2 separate regions of the Hordeum vulgare genome follow, and region 2 is linked to region 1. Evidence: chromatin contacts called from public Hi-C data. All regions are on one chromosome and are shown on one strand. The core of a region is the stretch at or near the end of the contact, and the rest is flanking DNA. Distances in the headings are between cores, read along the strand shown. Region 1 holds the start of LOC123424785 (cysteine-tryptophan domain-containing zinc finger protein 7-like). Region 2 holds the start of LOC123424786 (potassium transporter 7).

Region 1 (6,820 bases), core at 3,774-6,273:
GAGTTGTATATGATGCAACCCGAAGGTTTTGTCGATCATAAAAATGCTGACAAGGTGTGCAAGCTCCAGCGATCCATTTATGGACTGGTGCAAGCATCTCGGAGTTGGAACAAGCGCTTTGATGAGGTGATCAAAGCATTTGGGTTTATACAAGTGGTTGGAGAATCTTGTATTTACAAGAAAGTGAGTGGGAGCTCTGTGGCGTTTCTGATATTATATGTGGATGACATATTACTGATTGGAAACAACGTAGAGCTTTTGGAGAGCATAAAAGGTTACTTGAATAAAAGTTTCTCTATGAAGGACCTAGGAGAAGCTGCTTACATTCTAGGCATTAAGATCTATAGGGATAGCTCAAAACGCCTGATAGGACTTTCAGAAAGCACATACCTTGATAAAGTTTTGAAAAGGTTCAAAATAGAACAGTCCAAGAAAGGGTTCTTGCCAGTGTTACAAGGTACGAGATTGAGTAAGACTCAGTGCCCAGCAACTGATGAAGATAGAGAGCATATGCGCTCCGTCCCCTATGCTTCAGCCATAGGTTCTATCATGTATGCGATGTTGTGCACTAGACCGGATGTTAGCCTGGCCATAAGTATGGTAGGTAGGTTCCAGAGTAATCCAGGAGTGGATCACTGGACAGCGGTCAAGAATATCCTGAAGTACCTGAAAAGGACTAAGGAGATGTTTCTCGTGTATGGAGGTGACGAAGAGCTCGCCGTAAAAGGTTACGTCGATGCGAGCTTTGACACAGATCCGGACGACTCTAAGTCGCAAACCGGATACGTATTTATTCTTAATGGGGGTGCAGTAAGCTGGTGCAGTTCCAAGCAAAGCGTCGTAGCAGATTCTACATGTGAAGCAGAGTACATGGCTGCCTCGGAGGCGGCTAAGGAGGGTGTCTGGATGAAGCAGTTCATGACGGATCTTGGAGTGGTGCCAAGTGCACTGGATCCAATAACCTTGTTCTGTGACAACACTGGTGCCATTGCCTTAGCAAAGGAACCACGGTTTCACAAGAAGACCAGACACATCAAACGACGCTTCAACCTCATCCGCGACTACGTCGAGGAAGAGGACGTAAATATATGCAAGGTGCACACGGATCTGAATGTAGCAGACCCGCTGACTAAACCTCTTCCATGGCCAAAACATGATCGACACCAGAACTGTATGGGTGTTAGATTTATTACAATGTAATTCACATGGTGATGTGAGGGCTAGATTATTGACTCTAGTGCAAGTGGGAGACTGTTGGAATTATGCCCTAGAGGCAATAATAAATGTATAGTTATTATTATAATTCCTGTATCAAGATAATAGTTTATTATCCATGCTATAGTTGTATTGAATGAAGACTCATTTACATGTGTGGATACATAGACAAAACACCGTCCCTAGCATGCCTCTAGTTGGCTAGCCAGTTGATCGATGATAGTCAGTGTCTTCTGATTATGAACAAGGTGTTGTTGCTTGATAACTGGATCACGTCATTGGGAGAATCACGTGATGGACTAGACCCAAACTAATAGACGTAGCATGTTGATCGTGTCATTTTGTTGCTACTGTTTTTCTGCGTGTTAAGTATTTATTCCTATGACCATGAGATCATATAACTCACTGACACCGGAGGAATGCTTTGTGTGTATCAAACGTCGCAACGTAACTGGGTGACTATAAAGATGCTCTACAGGTATCTTCGAAGGTGTTAGTTGAGTTAGTATGGATCAAGACTGGGATTTGTCACTCCGTGTGACGGAGAGGTATCTCGGGGCCCACTCGGTAATACAACATCACACACAAGCCTTGCAAGCAATGTAACTTAATGTAAGTTGCGGGATCTTGTATTACGGAACGAGTAAAGAGACTTGCTGGTAAACGAGATTGAAATAGGTATGCGGATACTAACGATCGAATCTCGGGCAAGTAACATACCGAAGGACAAAGGGAATGACATACGGGATTATATGAATCCTTGGCACTGAGGTTCAAACGATAAGATCTTCGTAGAATATGTAGGATCCAATATGGGCATCCAGGTCCCGCTATTGGATATTGACCGAGGAGTCTCTCGGGTCATGTCTACATAGTTCTCGAACCCGCAGGGTCTGCACACTTAAGGTTCGACGTTGTTTTATGCGTATTTGAGTTATATGGTTGGTTACCGAATGTTGTTCGGAGTCCCGGATGAGATCACGGACGTCACGAGGGTTTCCGGAATGGTCCGGAAACGAAGATTGATATATAGGATGACCTCATTTGGTTACCGGAAGGTTTTCGTGCATTACCGGAAAAGTTTCGGGCTCATCGGTAGTGTACCGGGAGTGCCGGGAGGGGTGCCGGGGACCATCGGGAGGGGTGTCACGCCCCAAGGGGTCTCATGGGCTATGGGAAGAGATAAACCAGCCCCTAGTGGGCTGGAATAAGTTCCCACTAAGGCCCATAAGGTTTGAGAAGGAAAAAACACAAGGTGGAAAGAGTTTCCAAGTGGGAAGGTGGAATCCTACTCCAAGTAGGATTGGAATAGGACTCCTCCACCTCCAATTTCGGCCAAACCTTTAGGTTTTGAGGCTGCCTCCTCCCCTCCCTCCCACCTATATATACGGAGGTTTTAGGGCTGATTTGAGACGACTTTTCCACGGCTGCCCGACCACATACCTCCATAGTTTTTCCTCTAGATCGCGTTTCTGCGGAGCTCGGGCGGAGCCCTGCTGAGACAAGATCATCACCAACCTCCGGAGCGCCGTCACGCTGCCGGAGAACTCTTCTACCTCTCCGTCTCTCTTGCTGGATCAAGAAGGCCGAGATCATCGTCGAGCTGTACGTGTGCTGAACGCGGAGGTGCCGTCCGTTCGGTACTAGATCGTGGGACTGATCGCGGGATTGTTCGCGGGGCGGATCGAGGGACGTGAGGACGTTCCACTACATCAACCGCGTTCCCTAACGCTTCTGCTGCACGATCTACAAGGGTATGTAGATCACTCATCCCCTCTCGTAGATGGACATCACCATGATAGGTCTTCATGCGCGTAGGAAATTTTTTGTTTCCCATGCGACGTTCCCCAACAGGTTTGCCATTGTTGGTAGTCCTGCTCGGTTTTGGGACAAGCGATCCTTAAAAAACATCATGACATGCTGTGTTATTCTCTACAATATGATTCTCGAAAATGAGAGAGGCATGAACTTGGATTTCTTCTATGACAATATGGGCAGACGTGTCAAACCAGCTAGAGACCCTAACCGAATTAGAGCTTCTCTTCATACCTGCAGGAAGACTGAAAATGCTACAGTGATTTGAATAATTATTGTACTTTGGATGGTTACTGCATTTATAATATTGTTATTTTACTTATATTGCGCATGATGAGTAATTCTGATTTACGGGGTATTCGTTTTGCGGGTCGATGCGGTGGCGCCTAAGCAGACCCCGCATTGACAACCCGTATAATAGCATCTTCTGCGAATATCCTTTTATACGGGTCCGTTTTGGGGGGTCTGACTCTGTCCGCGCCCGCATCGTCCCGCAAAAACCGCTTTTCGCAAACTGTAAACAATTTTTATGGATCGACATTATACTGGGTGTGCTAGAGATGCTCTAAAGATATATGGATGAGCCAGAGATGCCCAACAAAATGCTATACCCACTCACACCTTTTGTTACAGCAACCTTAGAAAACGTGTGTGGGTGCAACTTTATCTAACAAACGTCTATGTTGTCTCTTCTCTTCTAAACATCCAAACCATCTTTTCGGCAAAAGAATTCAACACTCTTTTTTATACATACTTCGTCAGCACCTACGAGATACTCCCTCCGTCTTAAAATAAGTGTCTCAACTTTGTACTAGCTTTAATACAAAATTGTATTAAGATTAAGACATTTATTTTGGGACGGAGGAAGTATAAGAAAACCCCGACGCCGATGAAAAAACAATCAAAGCACAGGTGGCCTAACGCAGATATTCATTCATTCATTCATATCCTAACCACACCTACGTTTACCCACCCAACCCGCACCGGGGTAGCAAACCATCACTTGATCGGAACAAGTGAAAGGCCAGAGACAACTTTGTGACAAGGACATGCGATGCAAGGAAAGCAACCGTGGCGCAAGGCGTCAAGCGGCCCGGCATTTCTTCCCGCCTCTCCCCAGCTCTTCCTTTTCCTCCCCGGGAGCGGGTTTCAACAGGGGGGCGGGGCGGGGGAACCAAACCATGTCTCGAACATGTCAAAATTACCCCTCTCTTTGGACGTCGCCGGTGTAAACGAGCCGCAGACGGCAGGAAACACGCCCCGTAGCACGCATTCCTTCTCGTAGCAGAAAGGCGTGACAGGAAGCAAGTGAAGGATACCGGGATCCGTGGCGGCGGCACATTTTAACCACCTTCCCAAACGGATGCATCCCCCTGGGAGGGAGAGGGAACATTCGAGCGGGACCCGTCCGGCCGTGGAAAAGCCGGGGGTGGGGGTGGGGGTGGGAAGGGAAAAGAAAACCATCGACGGGCAAACAGGCGCCCGCCCATCCATCACCACCACCCACCAGCACGCACCACACCAGGTCGTCTACCACCAAACGTGGGGGGAGAGAGAGAGGGGGGGAAGGCGGCCGCAGCAGCAGCAGCAAGCAGCCAGCCGCAGAAAGCTCTGTCGCGTGAGGCAATTGGTAAAAGAAAAAAACACACACAAATCCCTCGCGTGCGACGAGGCCTCGAGACGCCGGGCCGGGGCGACGAGGCGGACAGCGAGAGGCGAGAGAGGGAGGGAGGGTGTGTGTGTGTGTGTGTAGGGGGGCGGAGGGCCCGAATCTCGCGATCCCCAAATCCGGAGGGCGTCGGAGCCGGCCGATTCGGGCAGCTGCGGCGGAGGCGGGGGCTGCGATTCGGGGGGATTCGGCCGATCGGGGAGCTCGCGGGCGGGATTCGAGCTTGCGATTCGGGGGCGAGGAGGGCGGGGCGGGCTGTGGGAGGTGGGCCCGGGCGGGGCGGGGCGGTTGACCGGGGGCGTGCGCAGGCGGGCGGGCGGGCGGGCGGGTGGATGCTGTCCGTGCGGAGGCGGCAGGAGGATGCTGGCGGCGCCGCCGGCATGGCGGACCACGCCGAGCTGGAGGAGGGGGAGGCCTACGGGGACGACATCCCCCCATTCGACGACCCCGACGTCACCCTCGCTTACATTGTGAGTGCCCCTCCTCTCGCTCGCATGCTTGCTTGCTTGCTTGCTTGCTCCATCACTGCAGCTTCCATGCCCATTTCGGTACTACATGGCCACTAGATGTATGCAACGCGCCTACTCCACTTTTCTAGTGTAACGAAATGAGCTTGATCTGCGTGCCTAGGTAACGGACGAGCGCGCGCACGAGTTTGTTCGATTCTCCGGCTTTGCAGGTGTGAATGATGCCGGTCTAGCCGTTGCCGGCGGTCGGCTCCGTTGGTGAATCAATTAAAGTTTGCGAGATTCGTCGCTTTGGTTCACGTTGGTACCCGAAGCGGTCGCATTGGTTGATCATTTACGTTTTACGCTGTTTGTCGCTCTTGTTAATGGCAATGATGCTAAATTTGTCAAGTGAGCACTTCTTTGATGCGGGTTGTTATGGAACTAAAGAAGCTAATCTCCGAGTCTGATGGGGGTGTTGGTTTTGGTTTACTAGTGGCAATTTGTTACATGGATCAAACCCTGACCCCCTCTCCTCTACCACTAAGCTAAATCCATGGCATTGGCACTTCGGCAAGTTTCGACATCGCTAAAAAAAACAGGAATATTGAAGCTTTAGTTGGAATGGAAAAACGGTTGGAGGCAGGCAACTGCCTTTTAATTTACCTCAATAAATGTCTTGTTTGGAATTATAAAAGGGATCACTATTCCTTTATTCTCATTTAGTTCATTGTTTGTATGAAAAATTTCAACATGAATTTAATAGTCACTAGCATTTTTTTATGCCTGTTCGTCTTGTTGTAGGATGAAAAACTCCAAAATGTACTAGGTCATTTTCAAAAGGACTTTGAAGGAGGCGTTTCTGCAGAGAATCTAGGTGAGGAAATGTTTTGCTGTGGCTGCAGTTAGCTCAGATCTGGCTTCATTCTTAAGAAACATTAAATGTGACGCTAATCTTTCACAGGATCAAAATTTGGTGGATATGGCTCATTTTTGCCAACCTACCAGCGTTCCCCCCTTCCGCCCCACACTAGAACTCCACCTAAGGTGGCAAATACTAGTTCAAGATCTCCTTATCACCAGTCTACTGAGGTGCTTAAGTTGGCTTTGGCTGTACTGTCTGGTTTCTGGATCAGCATTGTCATGTACATTAATTCATTTGACATTGATGATTTGATGGTTTACTTCTTTTGAGTCTGATCTAATGGCTTATAATGTAGGATGTGTCTCAGAACCCTCCGGCTATGGCCGTTCCATCTGCTTCTCAGAATAATGGTTCTGTGGCTCCCTTTTCTGGTGATTCAGTTAAAAAGGAAAGATGTGAAAGCACAGCGTCTAAAAGGGGCTCTAGCACCCATGATCCTTCAAATGGTCCATCTAAGTCTAGTGACCAGAATAGATTTAAAGTACGGATAAAAGTTGGTTCCGACAATGTCTTGGCAAGAAATAATGCAGCTATTTACAGTGGTTTGGGCCTTGACATTTCTTCACCTTCATCCGTGGAGGAAAGCCCTGATGGCCACGGGGACCTCTCCCCGGAATTTAGCAATGTGCAACTTGAATCTCCCCGGACCATTCTTCAGGTAAAGTCTACATGATCACTGTATTAGCATCGTGTACTGTATTTTATTATGAACGGTTCATAGGGCACATAATGACTTCCATTCTTTAAACA
Region 2 (7,004 bases), core at 3,155-5,654, 260 kb before region 1:
AATCAACGAGGTACTTGCAATACATAATTGGAAAATAATAAATTCAGTTTTTAAGCACAGACAATTAGAATTCATAGCTATATTTTGGTTGAATCGGTAACATTGAATGTGCATGACAGCAATGAATTCTCAACATAAGAGGGTGAACTATGTTGCACAGGAAAAGCAGGCTCTGAATAAAATAGTATATGAGGAACCATCAAAACTCATGTGTAGCATAGGATCTGCATAGTTTCTGCATTATTGAAGTGGTCAAACTTACCATAAGCATTTCCTATAATGTTTATGTCACGGAAGCCAATTGTCACAGCTAAACAAAGGCACATCAGAATCCAATTTATCTCAGGTATGTAAATCTGGCCATAGATCCACCTTGATGTATGCACAACTTTCACCCGTGGAAAGCATCCCAAAGAAAGGCACTGCTTGACAATAGAGAAGGTTGCAGATATAATTGATTGGCTGCCCACAATTGCAGCAAGAGATGCCAGGACAAACATGGGCCAAAACACAGTACCTGCAAAAGTGATGTGATATGATTTAATACTATTTCAGCAACATGTGAAGCGAGAATTTCCAAGCATACTTGGTCTTCTGAAACTTACGTGGGATTGATAGGTAAAAACTGTCATGTACAGCATCCATGTTCTTGGAAAGAAACGCAGCCTGCCCCATGTATTGCAGAACAAGACAGGGATATATGACACCAACAAAAGCCAGCTAAAAAAGAAGGTGAAGAGCTGTAGTCAGTCAGCATGATTTTTTAATCAGTCTAGTCTTAAAAATTTACTCCCTCTGTCCCATAATATAAGAGCGTTTTTGACCCTACACTAGTGTCAAAAACACTTATATTGTGGGACGGAGGGAGTAGGTCACAACTCATATAGGAAGTTCTGCATACCCTGATGGATGCAGCAGTGAAGTGGCCAAGATCGGCAAACATAGCTTCAGTGCCTGCACGTATCACAAATATTCATAAGACAAACTCTTCACTACAAATAATGGATAATTATAGCTAGATAACACATCTTCTTGAATTCACCTGTCACAGCAAGAAGCACTCCTCCTAGAGAAATCCAACCATCTCTTCCTGTTATCTTGAAAAACTTCACAATATAATGCGGGGAAAGAGCAAGACAAACTCTGGGATTCCAGCGGATGATATTATAGAGACCAATGATACCAATGCTCAAGAGCCAAAGTACAACAATGGGGGCAAACACAAATGCCACCCTATGAGTACCTCGGTGTTGTAGCGCAAAGAGGCCAACAAGCACAACACATGCAATGAGTACTACCCAACCTGTAAACCAGCAAGTTAGTCAATATGATGAACACCATCTACTTAAGGAAACTACAAGGAATGCAGATATGTTCCTCAAGGAAAAAATCAGCGGCAACAGTAATATCTTTGATATAAAAAAAGGAACCGTGCACTCTTTCAAGATATACAGGTTGCAAAGTCATAAAGGGAGCTCAAGAAAATTCTACACCAAATCATCATGCAAACATGGGTGCCTTGAAAATTTTCAAATTTTCAGTCACATCATCCCCCATACTACTAATATAATTCACATACATGATTAGGTGTTCCTATTCTTTCAAATTTCAATGTTCCCCTATCAACTTTATCGAACTCATGCAAATAAGCACACAAAGAAAATCCCAATGTGCACTAAATAATTGATTTCATTGTCACAAAATGGGACGATTATTTTCCTCAGCTAGGGATGAAGACGAGAAAACCATTGATTACTTACAGGTAATTTGAGTTACAGCTCCAATTTTGCAATTCACACGTGACAAATAGATAACTAAACATTGAAACGCATTGGATTTTAGCATAAAGATTAAGAACAACCAAGATTAATGTAATATCAGATGACTTGACAGGCACTTGTAAAACAGGAAAACATCTAAATAGAATTTGACCCTACTAATCCAGGGAAATCTGGAGATGCTCGTGTTCTTTAATTCCATTCAAACATATGAAAGTTCAATTACCCACTATTAAGGTGTGAAGTAAAACTAGATGAAACCCCTTCTTAAGACAGTTTTTATAAATACGTAACGATTATAAGATATTACTGTCACGAGAACAGGTTGCTAAATATCTATTATGCGGTACAGGGAAAATAAAGAAGAAGGTACTCATACCGTTTCCTAATCCACCTGTGTCCTTGTCTTGTAATCCTGACAAGGCAGCCAAAACTGCAACAAGCACAGCCTGAGATGTGACAACTGATAACAGCGAAAGTATATGTTCCATAATTACAGAAAGAAAGACAAAGCAAAGAAACAAGGGCATGTTATGCATACCAGAGATGGTGGGTGTAAGGACGCCATCACCTATCACCATGCATGCTCCAAACAGAACAAAAAGAAGCAAACATGTCCGCAGCTTCTTGTGCTTCTCTAGAAACCTTTTGAATGGAGATGACATAGCAGTACGATCAACCCCAGGCTGATAGTATGTTGACAGCTCTTCATCTGCAGCTTGTTGGTTTGGAAGCAGACTCATCTTTGCATGCCTGCAGAGTAGTGAATACAAAGCAAATGTCCCACCTGGATAAACATTTACTTTATTCATTAACCATGTGAAGTGAAAAAAAATAGCTAACGAAAATAACTACTAGGTAGCTCAAGTCACCACTCTACTGTAAAGGAGAAGGAACACAAGCTCATCCTTTTGGGAAAGAACAAATACTTATGGCTATAATGTCTGTTGCTTGTTATGCTTACAATCTTACTACAGAATTTCGCCTTTCCTACGTTCCTCTTTGCCTACCAGAGTTTATGGGTGATCTAAGCTAGGCTAACACTTCCTCCAAATTAAATAAACCAAAATTAGAACACAGTAGCATGCACACTTCCATTAGGAAGCCAACAAGACAAACAAGTACAATGAAGTCACTCACCCTCGCCATTATCGTCAGCAGCCAAGACAATTATGACGTACTTGAGCAAAGGAATGAGTGTCAAGGTCCAAAATATCAGTGAAAACAATCCAAAGACAGTCGCCTCATCACTGTAATCATCCAGTCCAGACAGTGCGCTTTTGAATACATAGAGAGGCGACGTACTCAGGTCTCCATACACCACACCAAAGCTCTGAAACGCTAGTAGGGAGAGAGCTTTGTGATATTTCCACTGGCCCTGCGAAACAACAACCATCAGCACAGCAAGGCTACGAACAACGACCACAAGAAACTGGTCGCTGACTCGTTGAACGTCTCAACTAAACTAGTAGTAGTACACAAAACAAACTGCCAATGCAATTGCAGGGATATGCCTATTTCCGGCGAGGTTGGCCAAAATTGGATAAACCAACAGCTGATGAAACAGGCTGCGTTGTATCACGAATTTCCAGTATAGTCTACGCCTCTAGAGGGTGACCCCGAATTCCGAATCTGAAACTCTATGAACAGAGAACTACGATGAGGATGCTGATGCCTGTAAGAAGGTGAAAACAGGAAGGTCGATTCATGGCCAGCCTGAGCATCGAGCAAGCAGTCAAGCACCAACGAAGCAGTTGACCCGATTCAGTGACATGATACGGATGACCCCAATGTTCTAGAACCAAGCAAAATTGAACCTATAACAAAGCAACTACGCAGCCAATTATATAACCAGGATGACTGCACAGCCGCACGCACCATCCCGCATCCGGCGGTAAAAATAAATCCACCCCCGCCTCCGATAAGCGAAATCGAAATCTCGCCATCATCAGGTAAGACCCACAATCACCCCTTCATAATCCGAATTCCCGAGGCGGCATGGAGACGGGTGGAGCGGAGTCGCGGAGCAGTTGGTTACCTGCCGCGCGGCGGCGCCGATCTCCTCGTCCATTGGGGGCACCCGCCCACCACTGAATTCTCGCGGCGGCGGCTGCGGCGGCTAGTCGAAGAGGCAGCAGCAGCAGGGGAGGGTAGAAGCCGCGACCACGTACTGGAGCTACGGCCCCGGAGCTAGCTAGCTCGGCGAGCCGGGGCGGGCAGGAGGGCCTGGGAAAGCGACGGGGGTGGGGGTGGGGGTGGGAGGAGGAGAGACGCTTCTCCTCCCCTCGTCTGGTTTTGTAGGCGGACGCGGGCGACGACGAGACTCAACCGGGGGAGGGGAGAGCCGCGAGCCGGGGGCGCTTGGTGCCTGCCTGCCTGCCTGCTCACGTCGCCGTCTCGAGGACGACGCGTAGGAGCAGCGTGGGCGGCGGCGCCGTGGGGTTCGCGGGGCTGGCGGGGTGGGCCCGGGCGTCAGTGGAGGCGGGGCTCGCACGTGCGATGCCGATGCGATGGGCGCGCACGGCGGGCGGAAAGGGATGGGATGGCGATGGGATCTGCAGCTGCCTGCTGCTGCGAGTCGTGCGTGTGGTGCGGAGTTTACTTCATGTGTTCCCTCAACAGATTCTCAACAGGAAGAAAGATCGTCCGCCCGCGATTTCTAAAACAAGGAGGGAACGCCGTGAACAGCACGCGGATGCGCACAAACCTGCTCACGCGGAGTCTGTTTCTCGGGAGCGCCACGTGGAGTTTGTTGAAAAAAAAGGTGAAACAGAAACCAAGGACGCGTTCGGATCCTCTCTGCTCCACGACAGCGGCTCCTGGAGCGGAGGGAGCGCCAGCATAATTTTAAGGAGTGGCTAAAATCGGACTTCTCCCATGGAGTGAAGTTTTAAACGGGAGAGATTCCAAACACCCTCCAAGTCAGCATGTTGAAATTGGAGTCGGCTGAGACCGGTTTGACAAATCTGGTCCTTCAAACGCGCGTTAAGTTAAGATTTTGGTAATCCATTTTACAGCCAGATGTTTCAAATTATAAACTTCATATCCATAATATTACTTGTAACGTAAACCTAATACTTTAGGAAAATTGTCGGGCTTTGGCATGTCCATGTCCGACGGCCGGATGCGCTTTCCAGAGTGTTGGTCCGGTCGCCGACGGGGTAGAGCGTTGGTCCGGTCGTCGACGGGGTAGAGTGTTTGTCCGGTCGCCGACATGGGACACGAGCCGGCTCGTGAGAGTCAAGCCTCGGCCGTTTCACATGCCTTACTCTTCCTCACCGGAGCCCTGAACCTCAACGGTGTCGGTGAACATGAGATCTTTGATGCCTTTGTCCTGGGTGGAGCCGGCAACGTCCAGCACGACACGGTTGCAGTGCCCGCACGGGTGCATCATACGGGGCGCCAAAGAATGTGACTCCGCCTCGGCAACGTCCACCTCCGCGAGGGCTGTGCCGTCTCCCGTGTCCGCTGCCTTGCACGACGGGCACGGCGCGCCGTGTTTGTGTTGAACGATGCACATGGTGTGTCCTCTAGCTCGGCGTGTTAACGAAGGGGTTGCGAGTCTGCCACCTCGTTCAGATGACAGACGTACCACACCGCCTCAGGCAAGGCAACAATGGCACCCCTAGCGATTCGCAACAGCGACGAATGGGAGGGGTCCAAGCGTTGTTGCCGACGGCCTCCTCCCAGGAGCGGCGAAGCGCAAGCCACACGATCATCTCCTCCTTGAGGCCGCGTGGAATGAGCTTGTGGTCAATGGATCTGTAGATGTTTCTGTTGCTTGTCATACCGAAGAAGGTTTGAGATTGTCGGACGTGAGCTTTGCTAGCGAAGGGGACTGGAATGAAGTGGTTAGGATTTGATTCGGAGAACGGATGAGAGGAATATGTATGGGTCGGGTGGGGTCAGCATGGGACGGGTCCGACATGACGGACATGTTGGGGTCTGGGGGCACCTCCATAACGGCCCTACATTTGAGCTGGATATGAGGGTGTCGTCAGCCCGAACGTTTGAGACTTTATTTAAGATGTTTGTTTGAGTTTTTGTGACTGGACGCTAAGTGGGCTATCTGCCCAAACATATGTGGCGGATTTGGAGCGTTTGGTTGTAGATGTTGTGAGCATCATGTAATTTTCCGAAACAAGTACGGCCAGTAAATACTTACTGCAAATAAATATAAGACATTTTCTTAGGAAACGAGGCTATTTAGTCTCAGAACCGGAAATTCATAAGAAGTACTAGAAAATTTCCAAAAAATCTGAATATTCTTTGCATGCAAATAATTTGTTGCGTGAGATGAGCTCTAAATTCAGATCATTTGGATACTTGAGTAGCTCTTGGCAAAAAAAAAGGATATGTAAAATGTTCATGTATTGTTTTGACCTAATTACAAATTTCAGATTGTTTGGACATATGAGTAGCTCCGGCAACAAAAAAAAAGGTATGTGAAAATTTTTATTGTTCATGTATTGTTTTGATTTAATTTGTCTTTTTACTGAAAGCTATTCATATGTTCAAATGATTTAGAATTTACATCGCATCTTAGGCGCCAAATTATCTTTCATGCACAAAAAAAATCAGTTTCTCTAGTTACAGAGGGGTTGTCACCGGCGAGATTGTCTCGTAGTTTTTTTTTGTTGCTATATTTAGTTACAGAGGGGCAGGGCCGGCCCACAGGCCGGGGCAACGGGGCGTCCGCCCTGGGCCCCTGGGAGGTAGGGGCCCCGGCCCAGCACTGCGGCACCTAGCGACTAGCGAGCCTGTTAGCACTCGTCGCCTCACCTCCTACGGCCGCCTCGCCTCGAGAGTCCAGATGAGGAACAACGCCGCGGCTCCCGCAGTCCCGCGCCTGATTCGAGGCGACGAGGTCGTCGATCCCGTGCCGCTATTAATGGATACCAATGGTGATTTCCCTTCCCCAATCTTCTCCCTCCTTTCCCAATCCCGCAATCCTGCAGATTTGATGTTAAATAGCTGAGAGACTCCTCCTTCAGATTCGGAATTTCAGAGCAGGGGAACTCGGGAAGGACATCGCCTTCTCTACTCGCCGGTGCAGGGGCAGGGCCTGCGCAGGTGCATCTCTGGAGGCTGGAGCAAGCAGGTTGCCATTTCTCATTTTCTCTGCTACTTGGTCCTCTACTCCTCTATGAAAACTGATTTATTTTTGATACAGAGAGAGTGTAGGGAGCACAGGGAAGATTTCACATCGAGCCCATATCCAGGTGC

What was found. A called contact is a pair of places that touch in the nucleus more often than the background predicts.
Region 2: a Hi-C map of seedling shows a contact between it and region 1, with 6 times the contacts expected there. The contact joins the promoter of LOC123424786 here to the promoter of LOC123424785 in region 1. A contact is called at or near these places in 5 of 6 Hi-C or Micro-C datasets (leaf, seedling and an unstated tissue) and 1 of 1 datasets of contacts at active chromatin or transcription factors (embryo).

Annotation. Positions count from the first base shown.
Region 1 is chr2H:46,312,282-46,319,101 of MorexV3_pseudomolecules_assembly, reverse strand. It overlaps LOC123424785 (cysteine-tryptophan domain-containing zinc finger protein 7-like), which reads left to right and starts at 5,023. Exons shown (of 13, transcript XM_045108477.1): 1 at 5,023-5,169; 2 at 5,950-6,022; 3 at 6,110-6,237; 4 at 6,366-6,728. The coding sequence starts at 5,032.
Region 2 is chr2H:46,576,016-46,583,019 of MorexV3_pseudomolecules_assembly, reverse strand. LOC123424786 (potassium transporter 7) reads right to left here and starts at 4,404. Exons shown (of 9, transcript XM_045108478.1): 1 at 3,817-4,404; 2 at 2,919-3,156; 3 at 2,320-2,565; 4 at 2,158-2,211; 5 at 1,043-1,303; 6 at 902-954; 7 at 606-720; 8 at 263-517. The coding sequence starts at 3,849.